3 separate regions of the Mus musculus genome follow, and regions 1 and 3 are each linked to region 2. A link is a contact called in public HiCAR-type and promoter capture Hi-C data. All regions are on one chromosome and are shown on one strand. The core of a region is the stretch at or near the end of the contact, and the rest is flanking DNA. Distances in the headings are between cores, read along the strand shown.

Region 1 (2,700 bases), core at 162-2,661, 500 kb before region 2:
AGGAAAAAAATCTTGAGAGCCAGAGAAATAAATTCTCAAACATAGCAACCAGCAGCAGACAGAAACACTGGAGAGGCTTTTATTAGGGGTGAAGAAATACACCCCAGCAGGGTACACACAGAGAAAAGGCCGTCTGCACAGCAAAGGAGGTGCCCTGGAACCCAAAGGGCCAGGGCTTTTAAGAGTGGGGTAAGCAAGGCCTGGGCTGGCCTTGAACTTGTCATCTGGTCCCTGGGCAGGCAAGTCTACTTGTTAGCATTTCCTGTAGGCTTCTCCTAACAGTTACCTAGCAAGGGCTAGGTGTGAGCCAGGAGCCAGGCACATAAGGACTGTTTGGGCTGCTGCTTCTGCTTCTCTGCCTCCTCCCTCCCTCCTTCCCTCCCTCCCCCTCCCTTCCTCCTCCTCCTCCTCTTCCTCTTTTCTCTTTCCCTCTCCCCCTCCCCGTTCTCATCCCCCTCCCCTTGTTCTCTCCCTCCCTCTATCTCTCCTCCCCTCCCCTCCCCACCCCATCTTTTTCCTCTCCACGTGTTCTTGCTGGCCACTGCCCTTCTTGCTCCTCTCTCTTTCTGTCCTTCTCTGTCCCCTTTCTTTCTCTTCCTCTACTCCTTTCCCCACACCCCCTTCCCGGGTCTCAGATAAACTTCCTTCTATACTAGGCCTGTCCTATGGCTGACACCTCAGAGGAACGCCTCAGCATGGGCCTGCTAAAGCACCCCTCTGCTGCAGCATACCCAGTTTTTAAAAAAACAGCGCTACTAGCCAAGAAAAACCTCGTCAGGCTTTTGTCCCAGGTCAGGAGGGTAAGGAGGAAGCCAGCCATCTTGGAAGCTGGCCAAAGTTATGACCTAGCTACGGCTCCGCCCCCATCTGTCTTTCTCTTGTCCAAACTGCCACACAAGGCTGCCCGTTTCATGATTGCAGCTCGCCACTTCCAATGCCTTTCTCCTGTAGAGGAGTGACTCCTGAGGAGTGGACCGGTCCTCTCTGTTCAAGATAGGGCACAGGGATTGTATGTATGGACTCATACTAGTTGAGGTAATCTACAGGTGTGAGCCCAAATCTTTGAGAAACTTTGGAAAACTGGAAAGGTGCCCAAACTGTCCATATCCTTCCTCCCAGCAAGACTAGCCTCACTGGAGTGTGCGTGAGAGAACACACACACAGCTCTTGGAGACGTGGGTGGCCTTTTCTGTCGTCCAAAGGCACTGAAAGATGACTGGGGAGGATCCCGCAACAAGGAGCAGTGGTCACCTTGCAAGGTCCCTGACTACCAGACAAGCAGGAGTAAAGTCTGAGTTGACAGCGCCCATCCCACAGCTTAGGATCTCGGCCCCGCCCCCAGGCTTCTGCCGGTACAGAAAAGGGAGGCAAGAGGAAGGCGGGGCCTCTGCGTTGGCTCCTCTTCTCCCTTAGCCCACTACCGGGCCTGGGAGAACCTAGTTAAATTGTTCTCTCTTTGGTCCCTACTCGCTTGACTCCTGGAGGCTACTCAGACTCTGCCACCTACTCGCTTGACTCCTCGAAGCTACTCAGACTCTGCCAGTTCTTAGCCTACATGCCCCCTCCTCTAGGCTGGCTTGCGCAAACTCAGAGCCGCAGAAGCTCGGACCCTGGGAAACGGTGGCCCAAGGCCAAGGCTGACACTGAACTGTAACTCCCAGCCCCTCCCCTTGCCTGGGCCTCTGGAAAGCTGACTGTGCAAGCAAATTGCTGGGGGCAGAAATGGCTGCCGGCGGCCGAGGTCTCATCAGGGCCTTGCACTCCTCTCCCTGCCCTACTTGGAAACGAGCTCAGTCGGGAGCCAACGGGCGCCTGAAGCCCGAGTACGATGCCGTGGTGATAGGAGCAGGTAAAACCAAAGAGGGCAGAGCCAGAGCTCAGGGAAGGAAGGCAGCGTTCTGCCCACCGGCCTTGGAGGGGCCTCCAAGGAGCCTTGCTGCTGCCTCTCCTATGGGCACGACCTGGCCGGGAGTTCCAGTGAGCAGGACCTGGGATGGAAGTCCTCCCTGGCCTGGGAATCAGGATCCCTGGGTTCTAATTCCACCCTGGTGTGCTGTGTGGACTAGAACGGCTCTTGCCTTCTGGGTTTAAACCTTTCTCTCTAGAATGATAATGAGTGACTAAATAAACGCAGGAGTTTCCCTGTATCTCCCGCAAAATGAGTGAGTTCCTCCCGGGACCTTATGCAGGAAGCAAAGACCTCCGGACTGTAGACAAATGAGAGCCAATCTCACTTCTGCGATCATCCATTGGAAAAGGAAGCCAGAGTTGTTTCATAAAGAGAAAAGGTGGTTGAGGGGTTCCCAGACACCCTAATGCATCCACAAAGGGTGTCATCTCCCATGGCTTCCCTCAGACATAGATACCTGCTACAGTGGTGGTCCTGCAACATCTTGCTGACTCTCAGCCTCAAGTACTAGGTTAAGGCATAGCCTAGGGCCAGGCTGCACTCCACACCAGGGCCTTCCGGGTCACACTTTTGGGACCTGAAGGCTTTTATTCCCAGCTGGGCTTTTACATAGATGATAGCAGGTTCACATTTTTTTGTGAGACGCATCACACAGCTTTAAATAAATGCTGGCCTGGTTTGGCTTCTTCTTGTGTCTACTGAGAACCACCCTCTCCAATTTGTGCACGCATGAGTGAGTGTTTATTATACACAGACTTGGTTTTTTTTATTATCGATACTAAAATAAAGAT
Region 2 (2,700 bases), core at 136-2,635:
CACTCACAGGCCTTTGCTCTCCTCCTTGGCAGTGGTCCAGCTAGGCTGGAAATGGGGAGTCACCACAAAAGCCGGCAGCAGCCGAGCTGGGGAGACCCAGTGTGCTGCAACACTCTAAAAATTCAAAGAAACTTTCAGCTCTGCTGTTGGCATGCTGTGTGGGTACCGAGCCAATCCTTTCTTCCGTATGTCAGCTTCACCATGCGTAAAGAGCTCTCCCCGGGGAGGAGTAACCTCTGGGGGTAGAGACACAAGTCCCGACTTCTTACACATTATGCCAAGATTTTGTCCTTAGCTAACAGGTCCCTTGGTCTATAGACACACTGTGAAGCACACAGTCGCTTCCCCCTCACAGGCAAATGTGGATACACTGAGAACAGCAGCTCAAATGGAGAAGGAAAGAAATTCTCAAAAGTGGGGGCTGGTGCAGGAGGTTCATTAAAACCAACCCTTTGGGTTCTGGGCCTGAGCATGTCTTTTTCCACGTTCTCCTCCTAAGGAAATGTGGATGTGAGGGAAGGTGTGTCTTCCCTAGACAAGCATTTGGGTTAGAAGCAGGATACTGCACCGCATAGCAACAACAGCAGTAGGCCACCTTCCCTCCCCTTACACAGGTGTGCAGGGATCTCCAAACCTCTAGGGAGTCAGAACCCTGTGTTCAGGAGAAGGGGAAACCCCAGACCAGCTGGGACTTGGTGCTATTGGTAACAAGTAGATTCCCAGGGCTCAGAGTGGCATGGGCAAGATTGACATGTCAAAGGTGAAGGGACCCCTCAGCAAAGCTCTGCTTATATGCCATGCCACTCCACACCTCCCACCATGAACCCAGGGAACCACCCTCTACCCCCATCCACCCCCGTCTTCTCCTCGTGCCCAGTCTGCCCCTAGTGGGGAATCATTCCCTGAGGCATTGCCTGCGGGTTAAGGTGTTGGGCCCTACCTCAGTGGCCATCTTCAGGGCGTTCTGACCAGTCCTTGGCTGTCGCTGGGCTGGTTCAGGGGGGCTGTCCGCGGTGCTGATAGGAAGAGCCGGTGGGCTGGCCGAGGCCAGCGAGGGCCTGGGCGCTGTCCGCGGTACTGATGAGATCGCCGAAACCTGAAGCGCGCTCCTGCCGACCGGAGGGTCCCTGAAAGGTGGTCCGTGCTGTCCACGGTGCTGACGCGGGAGCCGGACCGGGGAGGCGAGGCCGCGCCGGAGGCTCCTCACCACCCGATCGCCTGCTGCCAGGGTTCCTGCAGGCAATGGCCCGGTTTTATCTTTGACAGTGGCAGCAGCGGCGGGCACGGGGGCGGCGGGGGAAGGAGGGGCCAGCGCCTCGGCGGGCGGGGAGGGGGAAGCCGCGGCCCCCAGACTCCGGCACCCGCCGGAGAGGAGCCCCGCCCGCGGCCACCGGCTCCGCTCCCGCCCCACCCCGTCCCGCCCCGCCCAGCGCCCCGCCTCTCCTGCCTGCCCTCCCCCCCAGCAGGAGTGCCTAGAGCGTTGCGCTAGCTTCCACCGCCTCCGGGGACTTCCAGAAGCTGAAGAAAGAAGATGGGCTCTGCTGCAAGGCACCCGGCCTGCAATACGGAAGGCCCCACCATCCACAGGCCGCCAGCCTCTTACCTTTCCAAACACCTTCAAATTCTCACTCTAACCTTCCCGTCCTGCCCCAAGCACTACCCAGCCTTATGGGAACATTCCCTTCCCTCTTTTCTCCTTTCTGCTTCCTTAAATGGGTAAAATCCCATTAGCTAGGGGAAAATGCTGCAGATATAAGAGAGCATTTTCTTAAAACACATACGCACATTTCATCCCCAGGTTTTCCCTAGGGCCCTTTCTTTTATGGAAGCCAGTCTTTCTTTATGATCCTCCTAGTCCAGGTCCCACCCCTTACACTTCTGTCTCCCTACAGCCATCCCAGAGTTTATACACACTCCCACAATACCCAATTACCACCACTAATCAAAAACCACATGCCAAACCGGTATGCCCACTCTCCAAGGTGGTAATTTGGCATTAGGCCTTCCAATCAAATGGTTTATCTACTTAATAAGCAGAAAGGAAACCCCAACACAGGTGTCTTTGAACACATCCACAATAACCCCAGATCTGTGTCTGAGGGGAGCTGGGTACTTCTTCTACAGCCTGGCTGCCCACAGGTCAGCAGCGTCGGCCATGACATAAAACTGGAGTAGGTGCCACAACAGGCAGCCAGAAGACCTGACTCCAGGTCAGACTTCTCCCGATTTCCTACCTTGATTAGCTGTCTCACTCCCTGAGTTTACGGTCCTCTTTCTGCAGGATATACTTGTTGCCCTTCTTCATTAGCCTATAGCTAGGGTCCTTTCTTCTTCTACCAAATTTCCCATTTAAAATTTCCAAACATACAGGAGAAGTTGGGGAAAAGACATTTGCCAGAACAGTCTAACTAACTCAGTCAGCAATAGTATTTTTACATTTGATTTTGATTTGTTGGCTTTGCTGACGGAAACTGGATCAAGGAGACGTATATAATTTCACTAGATTATCAGAAAGCGATAGATTCCACAGTTTTATCCTTAAATACTTCAGCACTCATCCCCTCAGAATAAGAACATTTTCCTGAGGCAGGTGTGATGGTGCACACCTTTAATCTCGGCGCTCCTGAGGCTGAGGTGGGTGGAGAGACGTGAGACCTTGTCTCAAAAAGCAAAATAACATTCTTCTCTGTAATCACAATA
Region 3 (2,700 bases), core at 179-2,678, 360 kb before region 2:
AAGACCCTCACCTGCTGTCCACCGTTGCCTCTGGCCAGTCTTGCAAGGTAAGGACTTCCGGCCAACATCAATTCATTCATTGGGTTCCAAGGTATTTTTAGCTCTGGGCAGCCAGGCCTGGTGGGTGACTGGCAGCAGGCGGAGCCTCCCATGTTGCTCCTGGCTCTGCATTAGAGGTGGCTGGGCAGAGGGTGGAGGCCCCGTGCATACCTGGTATCCTGGTCCACAGCTGCCTCATTGTCCCTAGGGGAGGAGCCGGGTTTCTGCCTCTGCCACTGACCTGAGGCTGGGAGCATTCTTTCCTGTTGATTCATCCTAGGGAATGTTTTGGGCCCAGGTCGGGTGGGGCAGGGCCACTGGGGGGACATCTTAGACATGAGCAGCTAGGGGTGGACCCAGGTCTCTGGCAACATGGTCAAGGTGACCTGGCTGTCACATGCCATCTTGGCCCTCATTACCTCTGCCTTGAGGTCACCTTTATTTGCACATCTTCCCTCTTCAGACTTGGGTACCCCCCTGCCAGCGTCTAGCACTTTAGCCCTTTTTCTAGCACATAGGAGAAAAATCAACAGAGGGTCCTGAATGAAGAAACCGTTAGCTGTCAATCTGAGGCAAGGTGGGGGACGCGCCGCTCACTGCTCTGAGACTAGAGAGGATACTGGAAACAGTCTGCTCATTTCACACGTGAGGTTCTGAAGGAGCTGAAGACTGGAAGCCCGAGGCCTGGAGCCTGGTTGCTTCTTCAGCTGGGGGACTCCCCTCCGCAGGCCTTCCTTCATTTGTTGTGTTCCACAGCCTCTCATTCCCCTCTGTCCTCCACTGCCCTCATCCCCTGAACCTGGCAAGGACCAGGGACATCCTGGCTAAGTACCGGAAGTCTTAAGTTCTCTGCTGCGAGGTTTATGACTCTGGGAAGCAAATCCTGTCTCCTGGGACTGAACTTCATAATGAGCAGAGCTTTGCTCTCAAGCCGCCTTCAGTAAACCTTGGGGACCAGGTCACAGAGAGACTGTTACTTAAGCTGCATCACCCAACCACTGAACGGGGCCCTCACCCCAAAAGAACGCCTGCATTGCCCTGCAGAAGCAGCCCACGGGATCCAGACCTAAGACTGTGGGGCGCTCAGTTCTATAAGGTTAATGGGACACAGCTCCGATCGCCCATTAGACAGAGGAGAAAACCGTGCCTGCAGAGGCACTCGCAGACCGGATCCTTGCCACCCGACGCTGTCCCCCGCCATGCGTCTCCGGGACTCCGTCACCCCCCACGCTCCCCGCAGCGCCTGGGACTTCCCAACTTGGCCCAGTCCCGAGCTGCGCGCCTGGCTGGTGGCCGGCCGGGCGGGGCTGCCCGTGCACACAGGCGCGCCCGGGGCGGGGCCTGCGACCTCCCCCGGGGAAGGCCCGGACTTGGGGCGGGAGGCTGGCGGATAAAAAGCCCCCAGGGCGCCCCGGGAGGCCCGTTAGCGCTGCTCTGCCGTGGCGCCCAGCCCAGCCCCGACCTCCAGATCCTGCCGGTGAGCTCCTGCCTGTTGCGATCTCCTGTCTGCCTCTTGCTGTCTGTCTTGTCCTTTCTTCTGTTTCTCGCGGGTGGGCAGGCCTCTAGAAGCTCAGAGGAATGGGGGGATCCCATGGATAAGTCAGCCCAGTGGGTGGGTCACAACCTGCTTCCCCACTGGACAAGTGCCCATCATGTTAGGGGAGTTGGTTCAAGGCTACATGAGTGGAGAGAGCTCTGGCAAGCAGGAGTCTGGGTGTTAGGTTTGTGAATACACTGTGTGTGAACACACTGTGTGTAACCATTTCTCACCCTGAAAGAATGCTGGGGACGGAGTAAAATAGAACTAGATGTCTCTCCTGTGACTCGGGGCACTAAGAGCTGGAGCAGAGCTGGGCTCCCCTCTACATAGAGCTGACTGCTGGAGATGATGTGAAAGAGGGTTTGGAGGCAGAGGGCTTCAAACCCCACCTTCCCCAGCCCTATATAGGTGGGAGCCTATTTGTAGGCTCTGCTCTAACCACAGGAACGATGCCATAAGGGTACAGGGCCTAGACCAAGGCCCAGAGAGTCACAGAAAAAGGACTAGGAGTGACCCACAGCTAGCCTCTCAGGATAGCCGCCCCCCCCCCCCAAACCTCTAGGAATCCTGGGCAATCATCCTCTCGCAGCCTTCCCTCCTGGCCAGGGCAGGTGCCTGTGTCTTCAGACTTCACTCCAGTGCCCTTGCACTTCAGCCTGAGTCATATAGCCAGTGACAAGGTAGAGTTCCATTCACCCTCCCTCTCTCTCCCTCATCCAACATCGATCAATCAATGAGAGCCCAGACTGTAGCCAGGTGGCCTGTTTGAATTCTGGCCAGTCCAGCTATTTCATTTCCTGGGGCCCCGACCTTTCCATCTGTGAAATGGAGAGGCCTATTCAAACAGGGTCCTAGAGGCATTCTTATCCTGTGGCCCCCTCACCCATTCCCTTCTCCCTGGGGAAGAGAAAGGGCACCTTCTTTCTCCAAGACCCAGTTCTCAGCCCAGTCCTCCTGTACTCAGTCCAGTGGGAACAAATAGGAAGGTAGGATACTGGGAGGCCTTTCTGGAGGGAGCAGCATTTGAGCTGGGTGTTGACATGTGTGTAGGAGTTTAACAATGGGCCCTGGGAGATGAAGGCTCTGTCTTGGGAATGACAATGAGGAGACGAGCTTGGTGT

The links. Promoter capture Hi-C pulls out the DNA fragments that hold promoters and counts their contacts. HiCAR-type assays count read pairs that join an accessible place to other places.
Region 1: a contact with region 2 is called in a HiCAR-type map of astrocytes, with 3 times the contacts expected there. The contact joins the promoter of Pyroxd2 here to the promoter of Golga7b in region 2. A contact is called at or near these places in 8 of 39 promoter capture datasets (cranial neural crest, embryonic stem cells, hematopoietic stem and progenitor cells and 3 more), 1 of 15 datasets of contacts at CTCF or cohesin (the NIH/3T3 cell line), 3 of 115 datasets of contacts at active chromatin or transcription factors (astrocytes, embryonic forebrain and embryonic stem cells) and 2 of 9 other capture datasets (adipose tissue and embryonic stem cells).
Region 3: a contact with region 2 is called in a promoter capture Hi-C map of embryonic stem cells. The contact joins the promoter of Loxl4 here to the promoter of Golga7b in region 2. A contact is called at or near these places in 6 of 39 promoter capture datasets (the HPC-7 cell line, the SN4741 cell line, embryonic stem cells and 1 more), 2 of 115 datasets of contacts at active chromatin or transcription factors (both in embryonic stem cells) and 3 of 9 other capture datasets (adipose tissue, embryonic stem cells and pancreatic islet).

The regions. Positions count from the first base shown.
Region 1 is chr19:42,751,486-42,754,185 of GRCm38.p6, reverse strand. Pyroxd2 (pyridine nucleotide-disulphide oxidoreductase domain 2) reads left to right here and starts at 1,411. Exons shown (of 16, transcript NM_029011.2): 1 at 1,411-1,849. The coding sequence starts at 1,723.
Region 2 is chr19:42,254,424-42,257,123 of GRCm38.p6, reverse strand. Golga7b (golgi autoantigen, golgin subfamily a, 7B) reads right to left here and starts at 1,385. Exons shown (of 5, transcript NM_027694.2): 1 at 941-1,385. The coding sequence starts at 952.
Region 3 is chr19:42,611,534-42,614,233 of GRCm38.p6, reverse strand. Loxl4 (lysyl oxidase-like 4) reads left to right here and starts at 1,428. Exons shown (of 15, transcript NM_053083.3): 1 at 1,428-1,516.